Linked DNA regions of Sus scrofa: regions 1, 2 and 3 are each linked to region 4. Evidence: chromatin contacts called from public Hi-C and HiChIP or PLAC-seq data. All regions are on one chromosome and are shown on one strand. The core of a region is the stretch at or near the end of the contact, and the rest is flanking DNA. Distances in the headings are between cores, read along the strand shown. Region 1 has its middle 23 kb from the start of SELRC1. Region 2 holds the start of KTI12 (protein KTI12 homolog). Region 3 holds the start of TXNDC12 (thioredoxin domain-containing protein 12). Region 4 holds the start of ORC1 (origin recognition complex subunit 1).

Region 1 (3,621 bases), core at 487-2,986, 280 kb before region 4:
AAAAGAATCTGACTAGGAACCAGGAGGTTTTGGGTTTGATCCCTGGCCTCGCTCAGTGGGTTAAGGATCCCACATTGCTGTGGCTCTGGCATAGGCTGATAGCGGTAGCTCCAATTGGACCCCTAGCCTGGGAACCTCCATATGCCGCGGGTGTGGCCTTAAAAAAAAAAAAACGAAAACAAAACAAAAGGTCCTGTCTAAGCTGGAGCTGGCATATGAAAGGATCAGTACTCTTTCTTGGCTTCTATTTAGGAAGATGTCTTTTTATAAAAGGTGTTTTGAAACAATGAAAGAAGAACCTAACACCCTGGCACCCTAAAATACATTTCACTATAACTTAATGCCAACAAACCAATATTAATATCCACATGACTAAAAATCACAAGCCCAAGTGTGCCACATTTTTTTTTCTTGGAATACTAAGAATATCTTGAGGAGTTCCCGTTGTGGTACAGTGGAAATGAATCCGACTAGGAACCATGAGGTTTCGGATTCAATCCCTGGCCTTGCTCAGTGGGTTAAGGATCCAGTGTTGCTGTGAGCTGTGGTGTAGGTTGCAGATGTGGCTCAGATCTGGCATTGCTGTGGCTCTGGTGTAAGCCAATGGCTACAGCTCTGATTAGACCCCTAGCCTGGGAACCTCCATATGCCGCGGGGTGTGGCCCTAAAAAGCAAAAAAAAAAAAAAGGGAATGTCTTGAAATTCTAAGAACTAATGGTTTTTGCTCACCGTTGTAATTACTTATTTTCATCTTTGTCTCCCCAGTTAATCTATGAGGTTTGAAAGACAGGCACCAAGAATTCTATCCTCTTTGAAATCCTGCAAAGACTTCTTGTCCCTTATAACAGTAAGGAAGTTGGGGGTAAAGGTGTGAGTGTAGCAAAAGCTGGGCACCCCATGAGGCATCTCCATTCAGTACCTCTGTAATTCATTATTCACTCAACCAACACTGAGAGTCCCCTGTTGCCTGGCCCTAGATTGGGCACTGGACACATAGCTGAATCTGTCAGGTTGCCTGTCATTTCTGAGTTCACAGTCTTTTTTTTTTTTTTTGCTTTTTAGGGCTGCACTTGCAGCATATGGAAGTTCCCAGGCCAGGGGTCTAATCTGAGCTACAGCTGCTGGCTTACATCACAGCCATAGCAATGCCAGGTCAGAGCCAAGTCTGCAACCTACACGGCAGCTCATGGCGACACCTGCTCCTCAACCCAAGGAGCAAGGCCAGGGATCGGACTTGCGTCCTCATAGATTCTCGTTGGGTTCATTAGCAGTGAGCTACAATAGGAACTCCATGAGCTCACAGTCTAAATAGTGATCATTTCCCGAGCATCTACCGTGTGGCAGAAGCTCTAATTCTCTCAACACCCTTCTAAGGCAGTTTTTATTCTCACTCTTTTTCAGACCTACTGAAGCCCAGATAGGGCGGCTTGTAAAGAGACATAGACCCAGCAAGTAGTACAGCTGGGATTAAAATTTAGTTCTGCCTGCTCCTAATCCCTCTTTCCTCTGTCTAAGGCTGCCTGTCATCCAGATGTTGAAGATTCTTTGCAGTCTCTGGGAGATTCCCCAAATAGCACCCAAAGCCCTTCTGGGCACCCAGCAGATGCTTGTGAACATAGTTGAATGGCTGAGGTCAGCTTCAGGAGGACGTGTCTCCCGGCAGCACACGCTGTGCTCCAGGGTTCTCTCCAGCCTGGGCTGTGTGCAGGGCCCAGAACATGCTGAGGTCAGAGCTCACTGCGCACATGACCAGCTGAACTGCCTGGGCTGGGGCTCCCTGAGGGAACTTGAAACCCGGCTGGGTTCCATCAGCTCCAAGAATAGCAGCAGCTGACCCTACTCTCCCTGAGCCGGTGCGCTCCGATCAGGTTCCAGGAGGCCCCGGCAGGCTCTGGCTGTCAGTGGCAGCAAGCTTTGACCTTGAAGCTGCTCTGGGGTAGGGTAATAACAGCCACCTTTATTAAGGGCCTATCGTGTGCGTAGCCCCTCCTAGAGGAGGGAAGTTCCTTGGAGGGAGGTTTAGGGCGTATGGAGCCCATTTTACAGATGAGGAAATTGGGGCTCAGAGAGAGAGAACTTGCCTAAGGTTGCAGTGAATATGAACAGAGCAGGACTTGAGCCTGGTATGCCTTTGCCAGTGACCTTGCTTCTGTGAGAATGGTACTCTGGAGACCTCAGAAGAGTCTTGGGCAGAGGCGACAAGTGACATCAGCTTTCAAAGAATTGTTATTCCTGCAAAGTGGGGCCCATGTGCTTAGAAACGCAGGATTTGAGAGCCAGCAGAGATCCCCATTCACTAGAGCCTATTTCCTCATCTGTAAAATGAGAATCACACACACACACAGCAGGTGAATAAGCATAAGCATAGACTTTGGAGCCAGGCAGGATTAGAATCCTGGCTCTGGTGTTTCCTAATGATAAGACCTTGGACAAACCACACCCCGGCCTCTCTGAGCCTGTTTCCTCAGTCATCTGTTCCACACATAGCTTCTGAGCACCTACTGTGTGCCAGACATTGTTCTAGCAACTGGGATACATCCGTGAAAAAGAAGGCAAAGAATCATAAAATTTTAAAAAGAAAAAAGCAGACAAAAATCACTACCTGTCAAGTTTGTGTTTAGAGTTCTAGAAAAATACCTTATAGGATTGTCATGGGGGTTAAAAGGAGGAATATACAGTGGGTCATATATCTGGTAATATAATGCTGTCTGGAATATCAGTAGTCAGTTTAATGATATGATTATTCTAGTGTGAACTTGCCCGGTCAGTATTCAGTGAAAAAATATTTCATGTGATACTGAATTCAACCATTTCATTTAATAGGTAAAGAAACTGACACCAGAGAGCATGTGGAATGCCTCCGGTTGTCTAGCAAGGCAGTGGTAAGTTCCCAGTTCCTAGTCAGATGTTTGTACCACCATCTACTAAACCAGAGGGCTGTCTGACAGAGGGAGCCAAGGAGGGAGGGGAGAGACGGCATCTTTCAGCCAGTGAGGTTCAAGGTCCGTTCAAATCTTGGTAGACTCCAGACCCAAGTGGGCTCTAACCCTCTTGGTACCAAATGCTTCCTGTATTTCTCAGGTGTGCCAGGAGCTTCCCAGGCTCCATAAGGACACATGATAGGATGGGCTGTGGGGTGGGGGGCATGGGGGGCATGAAGAGCTGAAGATGCAGGGCGCTGTTCCAGGGAGGCTTCATGGACGTGCCACCTATGTATTTGCACAGGGCCCCATACTCAGGTTAATGCTCTGCTATTACTGCCTTCAAATTCTTTTTTTTTTTTTTTTTTGTCTTTTTAGGTCCGCACCTGCGGCACATGAAAGTTCCCAGGCCAGGGGTCAATTCGGAGCTGCAGCTGCTAGCCTATACCACAGCCACAGCAACACCAGATCTGAGCTGCATCTGCGACCTACACCACAGCTCATAGCAACACCGGATCCTTAACCCACTGAGCGAGGCCAGGGATGGAACCCGCAACCTCACAGTTCCTAGTCGGATTCATTTCCACTCTGCCACAACGGGAACTCCACTGTCTTGAAATTCTTAATTTTTGAACAAGGGGCCTTGCATTTTCACTTTCATTCCATGATACTCCACACAGTTTGTAGTTCATTTGTATAG
Region 2 (3,270 bases), core at 487-2,986, 340 kb after region 4:
TCTTGTGAACACGCCACACTTCTTTCTTGGGTCTTTGCCCTTTGTTAATGCGTGAATGTTTATAAGGCTTTTTCCTTCCAGGTTTTGGAGATCACATTCATTGGAGGACACTAGAAGATGGGAAGAAAGAAGCAGCTGCCAGGTACAAGATATGGTTTTAGGTTGTTTATATGGTAAATACCCTTTCCAGCCATCAGCTTCACGTTAATTTCAGGCAAAGGATTATGCCAGGCAGAGCAAGAATGGAGTAGTTGCCTGAATGACAATAATAATAGCTAACATTTATTAAGTGCTTATAACATACCAGGCATTGAATTATATGAATTAACTCATTTAATTCTCTCAACAACTCATTTGAGGTGGGTACTATTTCTTTCATTTTACAGATGAGAAAACTAAAGCACAGAGCAGTTAAATAACTTACCTAAGATCACACAGCTAATTTGATTCAGACCCAGGCACCCTGGCTTCAGAGCCTACACTTCACCAGTAAACCATGCTGCCTAATACTCCCAAGTTGAATGATCTTAAGTTCCATGTAGGTTTAATATATGCACAGAAAACTGATTTGATGGAGGAGGAAAAGGCAGAGCGGGGGAGGAAAGGCTAAACACTGATCTATGTGCTTTACATTCATTAATTTTTTTATCTTCAAAACCTGTGTATGAGGTTGGTTTAGCCTGTGAAATAAAAACCATTATTATTTCACAGGAGAGAAAACTGAGATACAGAATAGTCAAGTAACTTGACAGTAGTTTACATAGCTAGTAAGTGGCGAAGCCAAGACTTGAGCATACTCAGAGTTCCTCTTGTGGCTCAGCAGGTTATGAACCTGACTAGTATACATGAGGATGTGGGTTCAATCCCTGGCCTCACTCAGGGGTTAAGGATCTGCTGTTGCTGTGAGCTGTAGTATAGGTTGCAGATGCAGCTCAGATCCCACACTGCTGTGGCTGTGGCATAGGCTGGCCGCTGAAGCTCCAATTCGACCCCTGGTCTGGGAACATCTACATACTGTGGGTGCGGCCCTAAAAAGCAAAAAAAAAAAAAGACTTGAACATTCTACTCTACTGTATTGGAGAGATACAGAGACCCAATATATGTGCATTTTATACACACACACGTACTTGCACAGAAACACTCATATTTCTGTGTCTACCAAGCTAGAGTGCTTGCTTTTCTCAGAACAGAGCTTCATGGCTGAGTCTCATTACTTCTGCAGAAGTAAGGTTGCCAGATTTAGCAAGTAAAAGTAAAGGATGCCCAGTTACTGAATTTTAGGTAAGCAATAAGTAATTCTAATTATGCTCAAGCAATATTTGAGACATACTTGTTTGTTTTTTGTTTTTGTTTTTTGTCTTTTTGCTATTTCTTTGGGCCGCTCCCGCGGCATATGGAGGTTCCCAGGCTAGGGGTCGAATCAGAGCTGTAGCCACTGGCCTACACCAGAGCCACAGCAATGCCAGATCCAAGCCGAGTCTGAAACCTACACCACAGCTCAGGCAACACCGGATCGTTAACCCGCTGAGCAAGGGCAGGGACCAAACCCACAACCTCATGGTTCCTAGTCGGATTCATTAACCATTGCGCCACGACGGGAACTCCCACACTTGTTTTTATATATTGATTTTTTTTTTTTTTCTTTTTCTTTTGGCACCTCCACTGGGCATATGGAGTTCCCTGGCCAGTGATCAGATCTGCCTATGTGGCAGCTGCAACAACACTGGATTTTTTTTTTTTTTTTTTTTTTTTTTTTGGTCTTTTGTCTTTTTAGAGCCACACCGCAGCATATGGAGGTTCCCGGGCTAGGGGTTGAATCGGAGCTGTTGCTGCTGGCCTAAGCCAGAGCCACAGCAATGCCAGATTCACGCCGCATCTGTGACCTACACCACAGCTAACGGCAATGCCAGATCCTTAACCCACTGACCGAGGCCAGGGATTGAACCCTCAACCTTATGGTTCCTAGACAGATTCATTTCTGCTGAGCCACAATGGGAACTCCCTACATGAATCTTTTAACCCACTGTGCCAGGCATCCAGTCTGTGTCCTAGCACTGCAAATATGCTGCAAATCCCTGTTGCGCCACAGTGGTAACTCTGAGACATACTTATTTTTAAAACATTTTTTGTTGATTATCTGAAATACAGATTTAACTAGGTATCCTATACTTTATCTGGTAACCTTACCCAGAAGAAATAGGACTATTCCTAGGTAAAGTCTTCAGTAATATCTGTGGGCAGTTTGTTTTTCTCTTTTACACCTCAACCTACCTCTATCCATTAGCGTGTATATTATTCTGCTAGTAGGTACCTGATTTTTCCCATGCAGACCTTTGGCCTCCTATGGGGGAACTGTTTTATGTTCATTTCTAAATCCCCAATCATGAAGATGTTTAATGATTGAAGTGGTTATCGAAAAACAGTTACTGCGTGTACAGGCTGTAAGGAATGAAAGGGAATTAGCATTTGTGAACTGCCTTCTATGTGCTTAGTGCTAATGGTTTTGCAATATTTAATGCTCTTTAAGGCCCCATTGTAAATGGATGGACCTAGTCCTCGACCACTGAGAGATCACATTCTTCTGAGACTTGTAATATTTTATATAAATAACGGAAGCCATTCTAAGCTCCCTCTCCTTTCAGAGAGACCGGGACCTAGCTCTAGTTGGCCAGAATTCCTGTTTCCATAGCAACAAGAGGTCCTGTAAGAGTCGTGGGAGGCAGGAAGTGCAGTTTGCATTTCCGTTTTGCGTCGGAAACTCGGGCAACCCGGAAGTTGACGGCGCAATTGCACATGGCCGCCTCCTGGGACGATGCCCCTCGTGGTGTTTTGCGGACTGCCGTACACCGGCAAGAGCCGGCGCGCGGAAGAGCTCCGCCGCGCCCTGGCGGCCGAGGGCCGCGCGGTATACGTGGTGGACGAAGCGGCGGTGCTGGGCGCGGAGGACGCGACAGTGTACGGCGATTCGGCCCGTGAGAAGGCCTTGCGTGGGGCCCTGCGAGCTGCCGTGGAGCGGCGCTTGAGTCGCCACGACGTGGTCATTATCGACTCGCTTAACTACATCAAGGGCTTCCGCTACGAGCTGTATTGCCTGGCTCGGGCGGCGCGCACCACGCTGTGCGTGGTCTACTGCGTGCGGCCAGGTGGTTTGGGCAGAGGACCGCGGGTGGCCGGCGTAGAGGAGAATCGGAGCCTGAACGTCAGTGTGAGTTGGAGACCGCGCGCTGAGGAGGGAGGGAGACCTCTGCCGGCGGACACCAGTGTTCTCGG
Region 3 (3,584 bases), core at 145-2,644, 320 kb after region 4:
AGCTGTTTTACGGGTTAAACATTAAGTAATCAAGTACCGGGTATGGCTCAAGCAGATACTCAAAAACTGGTAACTATTGTTACCATTGCCCAAGGTACAGACATAGTATAGTGAAAGAACGTGGGAACAGAAATTGAAACCGCAATTCACTAGCTTTGTAACACTGCCTGTCGGTCAATCATCAACTTCCTGACAGCCTACTATGCATCACGCAGTGGGATGGGGCTACAAGGATGGGCAAGGCAATGTCTCGGAGAGGGTGGCACACTTGTAAACAAATACTGCCATTACGAGGTGAAGAGCGCAGCAATGGAATTTGGTTGGGGGCGGGGGCTGCTAACCTCGGTTTCCCTATCTGTCGAGTGGGAGGATCAAATGAGATGACAGCAGATAGGCTGTACAAAGCTCAAAGCTCAAGCCTTATTGCTGTGAATAATGAAGAGTAACAGGGCAGAGGCGGGGGACCACCTGCCACCTGGGCCTGGACCTGGGCTGCAACAACGCGGGCCCGCGAGCCCCGACAGAAAGCGGTGGTGCTGGGGACCTTCCCTCAGGTGCCGACCCCCAGCTGCGCCGCCGCTAACCGACAGGCCAAGACAGCCGCCTCCGCCCCCACTCGGCGCGCCACCGCGGAAGTGGCAGCCCGATCGGTTGGCGGGTGTCGGTAGAAAAGGGCGGGGGGAGACCGTGCGCGGCGGCCTATGGCCGTGGAGTGGCGGGACCGCCGGGGGTCTCACCTGAAGCAGGGAGGGTCCTCCAACACCAGCACGCGGCAAGAGCAAGATGGCTGCCTCAGTCGAGACAGAGAAAGACGAAGGCAGCCGCGGCGGCGGGAGTGGAGCCCACGTGACACACCCGGCCCCGCCTCTCTCTCGCCGGAGCAGCCTATCCTGGAAGCTCATATACAAACTACAAAGCCCAGGCTGCTCTGCGCTTCCCAACAGAAACGCGGCAGGTGCAGACCGCCGCGCTGCTTTCTGGAGCTTGCAGTCTCCTGGGCGTCCCATTGTGTCCGTGCCTGCAGTTTATAGGAAGCCTAATAAAAAGGCAATGGGTATTTTTGTTTGGGTGTATACTTTTGTCGAATGCTTCGCTAGGTATTAAGTACGCACTGTCGGACTCAACTAGAGTGGAGACTCGGAGAGACGGGAAATTTTGAGCCGTTTTTTATGCCTCAAGAGAGGAAAATCGAGAAATAACCCACAAAGTTTAAAAACAACAAAAACAAATACATTTAATCAGAAGAAGCTTCACACTTTAAGTGCCTGCAGTGACTTATGCCCCAGTGCCCCGCAGAGCTAGGTCAGATTTGCAGTAAGAAATCACAAGTTTGGTTTTCTCGGAGCTTGCATCAGTTGGTTGCATCATCCCTGAATGGAAGAATTTAGCTTACAAGGAATAAAAAATAAGGTCCAGTGTTTCTTCTCCAACCGTAAGGGACATTCTTGCAGGCACAAGACTGCACCGCAGAACAGGTTTGCCAGGTCTTCTCGAGACCCGAGCAGGAACTTAAGAATGAAATCCGGTTATCTGTCTTTTTTATTTGCGGAGGGGGATGGGGTACCTGAAACCAATGGGCAACCAGCCCAACAGTTGGGAGAGGCTGACTTCACCGATCAATAATTTGCGTAGTGAGTATTAAGTGCAGCGGTTCTTGGTGGGGGGAGGGGCTAGCCTGAAGGCGGACGCCACCAGCAACGGTTCTCCCGAGTCTCCTCCCCACCCGCCCACTATCTCGGCCCATCTTTTCTCTCTAGGTCCTCGGACGGAATGTCCAGAACCGTGGGGAAGCAACTACCGCTCGAAAGCAACGCCTGCAACCTTCTACGTGATCTGCACCTTTAAACTCAGTCCCAGACCGGACCCCGGAGGCACCACCCACATCCGTCTAACATCACTTCCTTCAGGGTTAGGGGAAAAAAAAAAAAAAAAAATCTGGGAAAGCGAGGGGTTGGGCTGAGCCGCACTTGGGATACCGCGCGGACCATCTGCTAGGACTCGGGCCCGGCGTCTGCTCAGCCCAGGGGCCCCGCGGACTTACCACCATGGAACCGCGGCCTCGTCTCGGGGCCACCTGTTTGCTGGGCTTCAGTTTCCTGCTCCTCGTCTCTTCTGATGGACATGTTGGGCTTGGAAAGGGTCAGACCGCGTTCTTATCTTAATCTTTACTCATTCTGGGCCCCAGCCCAGTACAACCCTCTCCTTGTCCTAACACGATCCCCTTCCCATTCTGTCTCTGGCCACCCTAGATTTCTTTTTATCCTCTCCAACTGCTCCTGGAGTTTGAGGAAGATCTCTTGGGGTAGGGAGTAGCGGTTCTGGGGAATATTGAGTTGGGGAAGTTGTACTTGAGGCCTCCCTAAATGCTTGGGTTGGGGTAAGGAATGACCCGTATATTAGGAAAAGCATGTTTAAGAAACCAGCTTAGTGTCTAGCACTTGGTGGGTCCTCAGACATCCGTCACCGTTCCTCAGGGTGGACTTTCATATTTGGATTCTTTTCGTGGGTCTGAAGATTCCGCTCCTCACCTCTTACCTGAAGAGCTAGATTACTGCCTCCAGACCTGGAGGGAACAGAACCTGCACCCAGGGAGGGTGACTGGGTGCATAAGGAAGGGCCATATAAAGGGTCGAAGGTCTGATGTTAGAGGGTCACCAACAGTTGTCCTCGGTGTGGTTCAGTGTAATTGAAGAAAATGGTTTTTTTGGAAGAATGAGGGACAGTGGTTACCAATGGAGAATAAGAGGTGTTCCCTACTGCATTTATCCCACTACCTACATCTTTATTGGAGATCAGGGTTTATGCTTTTTCTAAGTGGGTGTGATAGTATGTATTTCCCTCTTCTTACTTTTTTTTTTTGACCTGACCTTACCATGTGGAATATCTCTGCTGCAATCTCGCTGTTTTTAATTTTGTTTTATCCTCCCTATTTGCACCTTTATTGGTGGGTGATGAGATTGAGTGGACATTCAGTGTGCCTGAATGCAGTCATTCCTTCACTCAGTAAGTAATTTTTGATCACCTCCCATAATCCAGGTACTGTCCTAGGCACTAGGGATATGGCAATGGACGGGACAGATAAGGTTCCTGCTCTCATGAAGCTTATATTCAGTTCAGAGAGACAGGGAGCAGACACATGAACAAATTAATAGGCAAGATAATTTCAGCTAGGAATGAATGCTGGGAAGAAAATGAAACCGATGGAGTGGAAAGACTGGGGAAGGATGAAGGAGCTGGCATTCCTTGAGCTAGGAAGATCGGGGGAAGCTTCTCTGAGATATATGGGTTTCCATCTCAGTGGTGAAACTGCAAAGTGAATTCGATTGGGCCAGAATGTTTTAAGTACTGAAAATCCCATTTTAAGACAGAGTACTGAATATGTAATGTAAAATTATAAATACTGAAGGAGACAGAAGTGTATAGTGCTAGGAATGTAGGTTTAGATTTGAGTTTTAATTTATTCTGACGCTAACCAGCTGAGAGACCTAGGGCAAGTTGCTAAATTTCTCAAAGCTCAATTCCCTTATCTGCAAAAGGAGCATAACAACTACATCAGACGCTCTACAAATAATTTACCCTATTCC
Region 4 (3,179 bases), core at 460-2,959:
TTTGAGGTATTATTCCAAATTTGAATAATAAAAGTACAACGTTAAGGCCTATAGTGAACTCAAATGAGACAATACGAATACATGATAATACTTACTTGACACACAGCAAATGTTAGACACTATTAATGGGAAATCACTTTATAAATCAAACTTCAAGTTCCTTTAGTATAAATTCTATATTAATTCATTCCACATTACAGTTGGCAACTTAAAGTTAGGTACCAAGTGCTAGAGATAACAGGTAAAGAAGGACACAGTGCTCTTAAGGAGTTTACAGTCTGGCAAAGCAGAAAGCATTGAAAACATAATTTAATTTAAAATGGGATCAGTATTTGAAAGATACGGAAATCAATGAAAATATATGACAAGGGAATGTAACCTAGTGTTGGGGGAAAAGGTCACGAGTTGCCTTTTGAAACATATTGAGTTGGCACGTTTTAGAATTAGATTCATATAAATTTGGGCTGAAGAGATCAATTTGAAGGCATCTATATGTAGGCTGTAACTGTGGTATGGAGATCATCTAAGGAAAAAACTATGGAATGAGAAAAGGCCCGCGGAGCAAACTTATTTGACTCCAAAATTTAATGGCAACTCATAAAAACAGTATGAATCTTCTGTGGACAAACTGGCAGGAGCGGTAACAACAGCACTGGAGTGGTTAACAGTGGTAACAATTAGCACCACCCCTACTAATTCCTGAGTACTTTCTATTAACATATACTGTAACCATACCAAACACTTTTTATACATTATTTCACTTAATCCTTAGAACAAACCTTCAACCTTTGAGGTGGATATTATTATGTTCCTCTTACAATGGTGGAACAGTGAACAAAAAAGGAGCCAGAATTCAACAAAGATCAGACTGCCTGGAAGGTTTCTCTGAAGAGCTTCTATTCATACCAGGACCGGAATGTGGAAATAGTGCAAACGGGCCAGATTTAGGGATAATAAGATCATGAATTTGGTTTCAGGCATATTCACGTTCCTTTAAGATCTTCAGGGTCCCTGAACTTTTAACACTGTTTGGAACCTAGCAAGATACCATTAAACATGGAATGACTCAAAGAACCAAACTGACACCCTTCAGAATAAAGGCCCTATCAGACCCATTTGGGTCCCCAAAGCCCAACACAAGACTAGGCACAGAGTGGGCACTCAGATTTTTCTGAAAGACTGAGATTCCCTCCAGTCCCACCCTCCGGGACCAGTCCCCCCCCACCCCGGGACCAGTCCCATTCGACAGGTTAGAACTGGGCCACGGGACGCCCAGGGCTGGTGGGGGAAGGGGGGGGTCGACGCGCTCTTGCTCACCCGTAAGGCCAAAGCACTCCTCCTTCCAATACTTGGACTCATAGATTCGAGTCCGAATGATCTTCTCCACCAGATACTGAGGGTTGGTGCCGTGGATGCTGTGCGCATCCTTTACCGTACGGTTCGCCATTTTAGAACCCCTTCGGTTCTACTTCCGTCGACTCCTTTAGTACGTCACATCCAGGTTAAAAAAAAGCAACAACAACCCGAGAGGGCCTGAGAAAGTTGGAGGAAGTCTCACTGAACAGCTTAGCCGATCCTCTTGAAACCGGAATCGCTTCTGCTTCAGGAACTTCCGTGAATCGCGTCGCGACCGAGGCCCAGGGCACGTTGGCGGAAGTACGTCACGCGTCCCCTCCCTAGATGGGCGGGGCCGGAGGGCAGGCTGCTGACGGAACGTGGAGACAGCCTAGGGGCGGGGCCTCGGCTTTTGGCGCGAATTTCCTTTTCCTCACCTTCTTTGGATTCCTAGCTAGGCGCCAGTTTCGGCTCTGTTGCACGACTGGCAGCTGCGAGAAGAGTCCAGCTGGGCAGTTTAGATTTGCTGCAACTCCATGAGCTCCTGAAGCGGAGACGGTGGGAAGCGTTAGGCTTGCGCCAGCTCGAGCAAGCTTCGGCCCCCGGTGAGTGTGGCGTCCCGCGGGCGGGAGAGTTCTCGGCGGACTCATTCAGACGTTGATCCATTCAGCAGATACTTCCTAAGCGCCTATTAAGTGCCAGGTACTGTTCTGAGCCCAGTAGGAGCATTTTTCTTTCCACCTTTGGATTTCTGAAGGCTCCCTTGCTCTGTCGGGGACTGCGAGTTTGCAGTGGGGAAGCCGGAAGCCAACAGCAGAGAAGCATGTACGCTCTTGTCCTCAGCACCCTGAGACCTAGTAATGACCTGAAACATATGAACCTTCTATCTGCATGGTATTCGCATCTTTTCCTCCTTTCGGCGGAGTGTAACAAGCACCACGGGGAAGGCGGAACAGCAGAAGTTATTATCCGATTTTACGGTGTAGCAGTTCGCAGAGAGATTTGTCTAAGTCCCTTTTCGTGACTAAGCGGCCTGAGTTCCTACCTAAGTCCCAGATGAGCTGCTCTTAACTGCTAGGCTCTCTCGTATCCACCTTCTTTCCAGGAGGAGAGTGCTATGGCCCCTGCTTTACTTTCTCTAGTCTAACCCCGGAATAAAAGGGCCTTCTATTTTTGACAGTTGAAAAAAGGATTGGACTTAAAAGTCATGAGATGCGAGATTCTTACCCTAGGCTACTAATCTGCAAAATTGTAATGATTAGATATGTCAGTTTTCGATTTTAATTTTCTATAAAACTGATACCCTCTTCCCTGCTGTATTGGGTGCTTGAGATGGCCATTGGAGGTTTCTGATGTTAGATTTTGTTTATCAAGTCCCTCTGCAACAGTTTTTAATGTAACAAAGGGCAATATGTGGACTTTAGAAGATTTATTAATTCCCTGAAATTGAATGCAGAATGTTGTTTGAATTGTATATATTTCATAACATTCAAATAATTTTTTAAAATAAAGAAAGGAGGAATTCCCGTCATGGCACAGTGGAAATGAATCCAACTAAGAACCATGAAGTTGCAGTTCGATCCCTCGCCTTGTTCAGTGGGTTAAGGATCCGGAGTTGCCTTGAGCTGTGGTGTAGGTGTAGGTCCGAGACGCGGCTGGCTCAGATCCCACATTGCTGTGGCTGTGGCGTAGGCCAGCGGCTGTATATCCGATTAGACCCCTAGCCTGGGAACTTCCATATGCCGCGAATGCAGCCCTAAAAAGCAAAAAAGGAAGAAAGGAACCACTGTCCCTTAGAAATAAACCTAGGGGATAAGGGAGTGGCAGAGTGAATTATCTTCAGT

The links. Hi-C and Micro-C count contacts between places; a contact is called where the count stands out from the background. HiChIP or PLAC-seq counts read pairs in DNA pulled down with a chosen protein or histone mark.
Region 1: a contact with region 4 is called in an H3K27ac HiChIP or PLAC-seq map of skeletal muscle. The contact joins the enhancer-like site here to the promoter of ORC1 in region 4. A contact is called at or near these places in 6 of 47 Hi-C or Micro-C datasets (alveolar macrophages, embryonic fibroblasts, fibroblasts and 2 more) and 1 of 2 datasets of contacts at active chromatin or transcription factors (skeletal muscle).
Region 2: a contact with region 4 is called in a Hi-C map of embryonic fibroblasts, with 2.5 times the contacts expected there. The contact joins the promoter of KTI12 here to the promoter of ORC1 in region 4. A contact is called at or near these places in 1 of 47 Hi-C or Micro-C datasets (embryonic fibroblasts) and 1 of 2 datasets of contacts at active chromatin or transcription factors (alveolar macrophages).
Region 3: a Hi-C map of liver shows a contact between it and region 4, with 2.5 times the contacts expected there. The contact joins the promoter of TXNDC12 here to the promoter of ORC1 in region 4. A contact is called at or near these places in 1 of 5 promoter capture datasets (liver), 4 of 47 Hi-C or Micro-C datasets (heart right ventricle, liver and skeletal muscle) and 2 of 2 datasets of contacts at active chromatin or transcription factors (alveolar macrophages and skeletal muscle).

Annotation. Positions count from the first base shown.
Region 1 is chr6:159,533,240-159,536,860 of Sscrofa11.1, forward strand. No RefSeq gene overlaps it. Among named protein-coding and RNA genes, the nearest start is that of SELRC1, 23 kb to the left of the region's middle. Within about 2 kb of position 1,737, at least 23 of the 83 cell types and tissues checked have an H3K27ac peak or open chromatin away from gene starts, as enhancers often do. A contact at or near this core is called in skeletal muscle, where this site is marked.
Region 2 is chr6:160,153,178-160,156,447 of Sscrofa11.1, forward strand. It overlaps KTI12 (protein KTI12 homolog), which reads left to right and starts at 1,737. Exons shown (of 1, transcript XM_021096660.1): 1 at 1,737-3,270. The coding sequence starts at 2,813. TXNDC12 (thioredoxin domain-containing protein 12) reads left to right here. Exons shown (of 8, transcript XM_021096661.1): 3 at 82-142.
Region 3 is chr6:160,135,350-160,138,933 of Sscrofa11.1, forward strand. TXNDC12 (thioredoxin domain-containing protein 12) reads left to right here and starts at 1,395. Exons shown (of 8, transcript XM_021096661.1): 1 at 1,395-1,631; 2 at 1,758-2,139. The coding sequence starts at 2,046. It overlaps BTF3L4 (transcription factor BTF3 homolog 4), which reads right to left and starts at 858. Exons shown (of 6, transcript XM_021096654.1): 1 at 738-858.
Region 4 is chr6:159,817,593-159,820,771 of Sscrofa11.1, forward strand. ORC1 (origin recognition complex subunit 1) reads left to right here and starts at 1,710. Exons shown (of 17, transcript XM_005665420.3): 1 at 1,710-2,037. PRPF38A (a long non-coding RNA gene) reads right to left here and starts at 1,660. Exons shown (of 10, transcript XR_002345201.1): 1 at 1,318-1,660.